Regions from separate parts of the Mus musculus genome. Here region 1 is linked to region 2. Evidence: chromatin contacts called from public HiChIP or PLAC-seq data. All regions are on one chromosome and are shown on one strand. Each heading gives the region's core, a stretch centred on a gene start, on an enhancer-like site or on the middle of the called end of the contact. The rest is flanking DNA. Distances are from core to core; before and after follow the strand shown. Region 1 overlaps Wipi2 (WD repeat domain, phosphoinositide interacting 2). Region 2 holds the start of Mmd2 (monocyte to macrophage differentiation-associated 2).

What was found. HiChIP or PLAC-seq counts read pairs in DNA pulled down with a chosen protein or histone mark.
Region 1: an H3K4me3 HiChIP or PLAC-seq map of embryonic stem cells shows a contact between it and region 2, with 44 read pairs. The contact joins the enhancer-like site here to the promoter of Mmd2 in region 2. A contact is called at or near these places in 1 of 39 promoter capture datasets (pre-B cells), 1 of 484 Hi-C or Micro-C datasets (CD8 T cells), 2 of 115 datasets of contacts at active chromatin or transcription factors (both in embryonic stem cells) and 1 of 9 other capture datasets (adipose tissue).

What each region holds. Positions count from the first base shown.
Region 1 is chr5:142,668,307-142,671,707 of GRCm38.p6, forward strand. It overlaps Wipi2 (WD repeat domain, phosphoinositide interacting 2), which reads left to right. Exons shown (of 12, transcript NM_178398.4): 12 at 1-1,066. Among named protein-coding and RNA genes, the nearest start is that of Gm40352, 23 kb to the right of the region's middle. Within about 2 kb of position 1,590, at least 17 of the 459 cell types and tissues checked have an H3K27ac peak or open chromatin away from gene starts, as enhancers often do. A contact at or near this core is called in embryonic stem cells, where this site is marked.
Region 2 is chr5:142,607,211-142,610,259 of GRCm38.p6, forward strand. Mmd2 (monocyte to macrophage differentiation-associated 2) reads right to left here and starts at 1,542. Exons shown (of 7, transcript NM_175217.6): 1 at 1,348-1,542. The coding sequence starts at 1,397.

The sequences.
Region 1 (3,401 bases), core at 340-2,839, 61 kb after region 2:
GCTTTAGGTGCAGGGGTTTTGGAGTAGGAAATCTGGATAATGTTGGGGTACCAGGTTAATCCAGCCGGATAAGAGGGACTACAGGTAGCTGCCTTCAGGCCTGTGTGGTTATGTCTGGTAGAGTATATCTGCAGGGTGCCTGTAGCTAAATCTGCTGAGGTTCCCTGTTTCTGCTGTTCAAGGATAGCTAATCACATAATTGGGGTTTGAGGGGCGCCCACTGTTAGCTCTGGCTGCTGTTGGCACCTGTGCCCTGGAGCATCCGAGGAGCCAAACAGTATGAGGCAGGGTTAGGCTGCGTGTGCTGGACTTTAAACTATGAATTTTCTGGACCCTAATAACATGGGACCCCAGCCTGTGGCCTAGTTCAGTGACTGCTTCACTGGGAGACTAAAACTGGCCTTCACAGGAACCGACTGTGGGAAGCACACGGGGCTGATTGGGAGCCGGGGTTTCCTGGAACCAAAGAGTGTGGCTGTTGTGCTGGTGACCTTGGCTTTGTGCTCTGGGTTTGGAGCTCAGCTCCCTCTGCTGAGGCCTCTCTAGGGAGCTGGGGTCTCACAGACAGTGGAGTTCACGTCTCCCTAAAGCATAGGTTTCCTCACTTGGAAACTTGGTTAGAAAAAGGCCGCTCCTGGGGTCTGGGGCTGTGCCTTCCATCAGTGGTCTTGCCAGGCTGTGCAAATTTGGTGAGCCTTCCTCTCTTGGGACAGATGTGCCCGTGCATCCCACAGAGGTCAGAAAAGCAAAGGATTAGGCTGTGACCTCAGGCAATCTGTACAGCACTCGCAGGCCTCAGGTGAGGGAGGAGAGAGTGGCTGGCTGAGGTCAGCACTCACTGTTGGGATGCACACGGTAGAGCCAAGCCTCAGCAGGGCTCAGGTTCAAAGGTAAGAACATTTTGGAATCCGGTGTGGCACACACCTGTAATCCCAGCAGTCAAGAGAGTGAGGCAGGAGCATGGCTGTAAATTTGAGGCCAGTCTAGACTATATACTCCTGGGCAAACCTGGCCTACAGAGTGAGACCCTGTCTCAAAAAACCAAAGGATGATGACTTTAAGAAAAGAAAGAAACAAAACAAAAACAACGGGGAATGGGAGTTGTAAAACCCCCCAAAATTTTAAGATTAGTATGGATTGGGACCAAAGCTTTTGTATTTTCTCAGACAATGAAAGCAAGAGTTGGAGTCCCTTGTCCTGCCTACACCAACAAGTGTGAGCTAGGGGCAGGTCTCAGGGGTCTGAGGTTGGACTGTACGAGAACCCTACCTCACAGGGCTGTTGTGAGGTGTGTGGGGGCATGTCCTGTGGGTACCCAGTGCTGGGGCTGGCCAGCAGTGGACTCCAATAAACACTAAAACTGAAAGCTCCCAGAGTCAAGTGCATGGTTTTTGTTCAGCTCTGCTCTCTGCCTACAAAGCTAGGTGGAAGATGGTCTTGCAGTGGAGGGTGTGTGGAGGGAGCCTGTCTCGCCTGGGCCGTGACTGCAGGGTTGAGACCACAAGTTTCAGCAATGTCCTGCCTAGCCCACCTGGAACATCCCAACCCTGCCCTCTTGTGGATTCTGGGAGCTTCAAGGCTGCAGCTCCTGCCAAATCGGCTTGGTAACTTGGCTCTCACAGTTTGACTTGGAGACGAGGCTCGACAGCAGGTGTGTTACTTGGAAAAGACCAGAGTATTTTGGTCACAGCTCAGCTATGACGAGGACTGTGTGCCTTGCTCAGCTCCACTCTCCGTGGTTCTTTTTGTTTTATTTTTGAAATGATCTTACAACTTAGCCCAGGCTGCAGTCAGATTTAAGATGGTGTGCCTCTGCCTGCCTTGTCCTGGAACTACAGGCCCAAGCCAGCACATCCGAGCTTTTATCAAGACATCATAAAGATGCATGCTCCAATGGCCCCGTGCCCCCAGTCGTTGTAGCTCCTGCCCTCTGCATGCTAGCAATGACCAGATCACTTGTTCGGAACATCTGGTGTCCCAGGTGTGAGGAGAGCTGGACCAAGTGCCCTCCTCACACTGTGCGAGAAGTGTCTCCCCGGGGGATGAAGCCTGTTGGAAATGCATACTAACAACTGCCTGCTGAGCACAAGGGCTTTATTGATTGAGTTCTTGCCCTACTGTAATCTTTGACCTGTCTTAGACTATATTTGTACTCTGTGGGGTTTGGGAAACCCAAGGGAAAGAAAAGGAACAACTCTGGATTTGGAGGCAAGATCAACTCTTCTTTGGCGTCTGACAAGGAATAGCATTTTATTTTGAAAAATTAAACCTTTTTCAAGCTGATTCAAGGGGACTGTCCTGATCCCCTCCGCCTGTCTAATTCTATACTGGGATGCATCTGAAAAGCATTCATTTCTACCTTTCCTTCTAAGGTAAAGGTATTTCAGGTACGTGTGTTTGTGAGTGCCTGTTTTCTGTCTGTGGCTCTGTCTCCCCCCCACCCCTCCCCAAGCCACAGTGATTACAAGTCTCCATATCAGAGCTGGGTAATATGGTACATGCCTGTTATCCCAATATTAGGGAGGAGTCAGAAGGATCAGAAATTTAAGGACATCCTCAGCTACACAGAATCTGAGCTGCATCAATACCCTGTGTCACCAGGCAGCCGAGGTGCACACCTTTAACCTCAGCACTTGGGTGACAGAAGCAGATGGACCCAGCCTGGTCTAAAGTTCTAGGATAGCCAGGGCTACATAGAGAAACTGTCTCAGGGTGGGGAGCAGGGGGTGGAGGGGACCCTATCTCAGTGGGCTGAAGAGAGCGTGGGGGTTAAAAGCATTGTTGGCCCTTCCAGAGGACCCAGTTTTAGTTCCCAGCACCACATGGTAGCACACAAACTGTCTACAATTCAGGGGATCTGAAGTCCTCTTTTTGGTACCAGCCACTTAGGTAGTTCCTATAATTTTTTTTTCTAGTTTTTCAAAACAGGGTTTCTCTGTGTAGCCCTGGCTGTCCTGGAACTCACGCTGTAGACCAGGCTGGCCTCGAACTCAGAAATCCACCTGCCTCTGCCTCCCAAGTGCTGCGATTAAAGGTGTGCGCCACCACCGCCTGGCTCCTATACATTTATATAGGCATTAACACCTATTTTTTAAAATGACTTAGAAATGGCCTCTGGTTAAGAGTGCTTGCTGCTCCCGCAGACGACCTGAGTTTTCCCCAGAACCCACATCAGCTCGCAGCCACCTGTGATGTAATTCCAGGCCCAGAGGCTCCCCCAAACTCACACACCGCCACACACACACAGTTAAAACTAATAATCGGTTTAGAGAGATGGCTCAGCAGTCATGAGCACTTACTGCACCCACAACTCCAGTTCCTGGAAATCCAACACTCTTGTGGCCATGGAAGGCAGCACACATGTGCACAGGCATAGATAGATGGAAAACAACACCCGTACA
Region 2 (3,049 bases), core at 292-2,791:
ACATCCAAGTCTATTGCTGGCTTCAGTTCTGGGGCAGTAAATCTGCAAGTGTGCAGAGAAATGGTGAGCCTGGAGGCTCACCATTTACTCAAGTGAAACAGTTCTATCTCCTACGACCGGGTCTTTTCTCAAAGGCCTATCTCTCCATCCGCCACAGAGGCAATCACATCTCCATGAGCAGCCAGGCATACCAGCCCACACTTGTAATCCCAGCCTTCAGGAGGCTGAGGCCAAAGGACTGCTGTCCGTGTAAGGCTGACCTGGGCCACATAGTGTGTTTCAGAGAAGCCTGGGCTACTAGGCTATAGAATGAGACATTTTTTAAAAATAAAATTAAAAAAAGGACTAGGAAAGGCATGACAAGATGGCTCAGCAAGTCACGGAGTTTGCCACAAAAGCCTGGAGACCAGGGTTCAATCTCTGGAATTCATAGATAGTGGGAAGGAAAGATTCAACTCCACAACATTGTCTGACCTCCATATATGTGTGGGGTACACAACCCCACATGCAATAAAAATAATAGTAATAATAATGATACTCGTTCAAGACAACCAAATCAAATCAAAATGCACACCAGATAATGAAAACTTCGTATTAAAAAAACACAATGCAAAATAACTCACAACTAACGTGTTCAGATGGGAATCAGGTATACAAAATGTTAACTAAAATATACTCTTGTGAGTCCCAGCCCTAATTTCAGCATCCAGGGGGGCTAAGGCTGAAGAATTAAGTTCAAGACAAGCCTGGGCTACATAGTGAGATCAAGGCCAGCCTAGGGTATGTAGCAAGACTGTCTCGAAAACAGGAAAAGAAGGACCAGTGTTCCCGAGCTAGACAGAGCTCTGTGAGGTCAAAGGACAGCTTGGTCTACAAAGGAGGGTCCAAGCCAGCCAGGACTACTATAGTGAGACCTGACTCAAAAAATAAATAAATAAAATAAAAGAAAGAAAAGAAAAGAAATCTGGGTTCAGGGAGGACCCCAGAGAGCTCCACAGGGATGGAGCAGTTCCCCCACCCTTAGATTTGCTTTCTAAGGATCATCTCATATAATCCTCCGTGGTTCCGAATGGTGGAGACTCTCAGAGTTCACCGGGTCGCAAATGTGGAAACTGAGCTTTGGACCGAAGAAGCACCTCGCCCAGGGGAAAAAGGAAACTCGGAGAATCCGCTGCGCTGAGCGCAAAAGCGGGGTGACAATTACCACTCCGTTATGAAGAAGCTGGGTTGTTCTAGCCCCAGGCAACGGGGTCTGTGCATCGAGCCCAGTTCTCCAGACAGTGGGGAAAGGAAAGAAGGATCTTGGTGTCCTGGCCCCTGTCTATCACCCCCTGACCCGCTACTCACCTTGCATATTTGGTTTTCTGGAAATCCAGCAGCCTGGCCAGAGTGAACATCGCCGCGGTTCCATCAGCGCCCAGACCAGGGCTGGGACGCGGGAACACCAGGAGCCGCTTCGGGAGGCGCAGCAGGTTGGAAAGGTGTCAGATCCTCGGGCTGCTCCAGGGCCTTGAACAGACCCGATCAGTTGCCTCCGGAGCCCCGAGCCCCTGAGCCTGGAGTCTCCCGGATCGCAAATCCCGAGCAGATGGTGGCGGGGGCGGGGCGGGGGCGGGATATGGGGGGGACTTGGGCGCACGCTGCCAATCGCCCGGCTGGGAGGCCCCCTCCCTCCTGCTAGCTTCTCCCCGGGTCCCCTCCACCCCATTGCTGTTCTAGCCAGCAGAAGACAGCTTGGACTAGACTGAACTGCCTCTGTTACGGCTTGCCATCCGGGCAGCACTGCAAAGCCACAGGGGACGCCTGGGGACCGAACTAGGTGGCACCCTCAGTTTACTTATTGCAGGCTCTTAGCCCTGAATCCACCCTACCATCCAGGACTCTGTGTCTCTAGGAACCATCTTGCTCCACCCCCTCCCATTCCACCTTCGCCGCTGCTCCCCTCCCCCCTGCCCCCTGCCCCAATCCCCATTCACATCCACATCCCAGTACCAAGATGGGGACATTCCATCATGTTCAGAATCTACAGCCCCAAGTCTATCCTCATGTCTTCAAACTCCAGTTTTCTTTTTATTATTACTTTATTGCATTTTAATATTTTAAAGCATTTATTTTTAATTTATGTGTGTATATGTGCGCAGGGTGGGGGTGGGGCTATGTGCATATGTGAGTGCAAGTGTGTGGAGATAAGAAGTCTGGGATCCCCAGGAGCGGGAGTTAGGGGCAGTTGTGAGGCAACCGAAGCGGGTGTTGGGATTCGAACTCCAATCCTCTGTATGCACAGGAAGCACTCAACCGCTGAGCAAGCTCTCCAGCCGCCTGCAGTTACGTATTTATCATGCGTGTAGAGGGCAGAAGGCAACTTGCAGGAGTTAGCTTTGTTCCTACACCATGGACAACTTAGGGACAAAACTCAGGTCTTCCGGCTTGAAGACAAGCATCTTTACCTGTTGAGCTGGCTCACCAGCCACCAGATTCAGCTTTCTGCTTTAGGGGGGGGCGTGACATCTTTGGAGGACGTGGGAACCCAATCTGTCTCTGAACATTTTGAACACCCCTTGAGGGAGCTGCAGGGGCAAGATGGTCTTTGGTGTTCATGACAGCTACTATTGTTGACTTTCCACTTGGCAGGATCTAGAATCACCAAAGATACAACCTCTGGGCATGTCTGTGAGGGATCTTATTGGTTGGGTAAGGGAAGGAAGGCCACCCCTAAATGTGAGCTGGACCTTGATCCTGGGCTGGGGGCTGGCCTTGAATAAAAGAAATATTGTGAACTTAATGCCAGAGTTCCTGTCTCCTAGATTCTTTTTGTTGTTGGTGGTGGCGGTTTTGTTTTTAGAGATAGGGTTTCTCTGGGTCGCCCTGGCTACCACTCTGTAGACCAGGCTGCCCTTGAACTCAGAGATCCACTTACCTCTGCCTCAATGCTGGGATTAAAGGTGTGCATCACCCCGGCCCAGCATCTCTCTGCTTCTTGACCATGTATGCAAGGTGACCAGATGGGTCCCCAAATTGACGACAAGTCCTCTCCTCCTCCACCATGGCT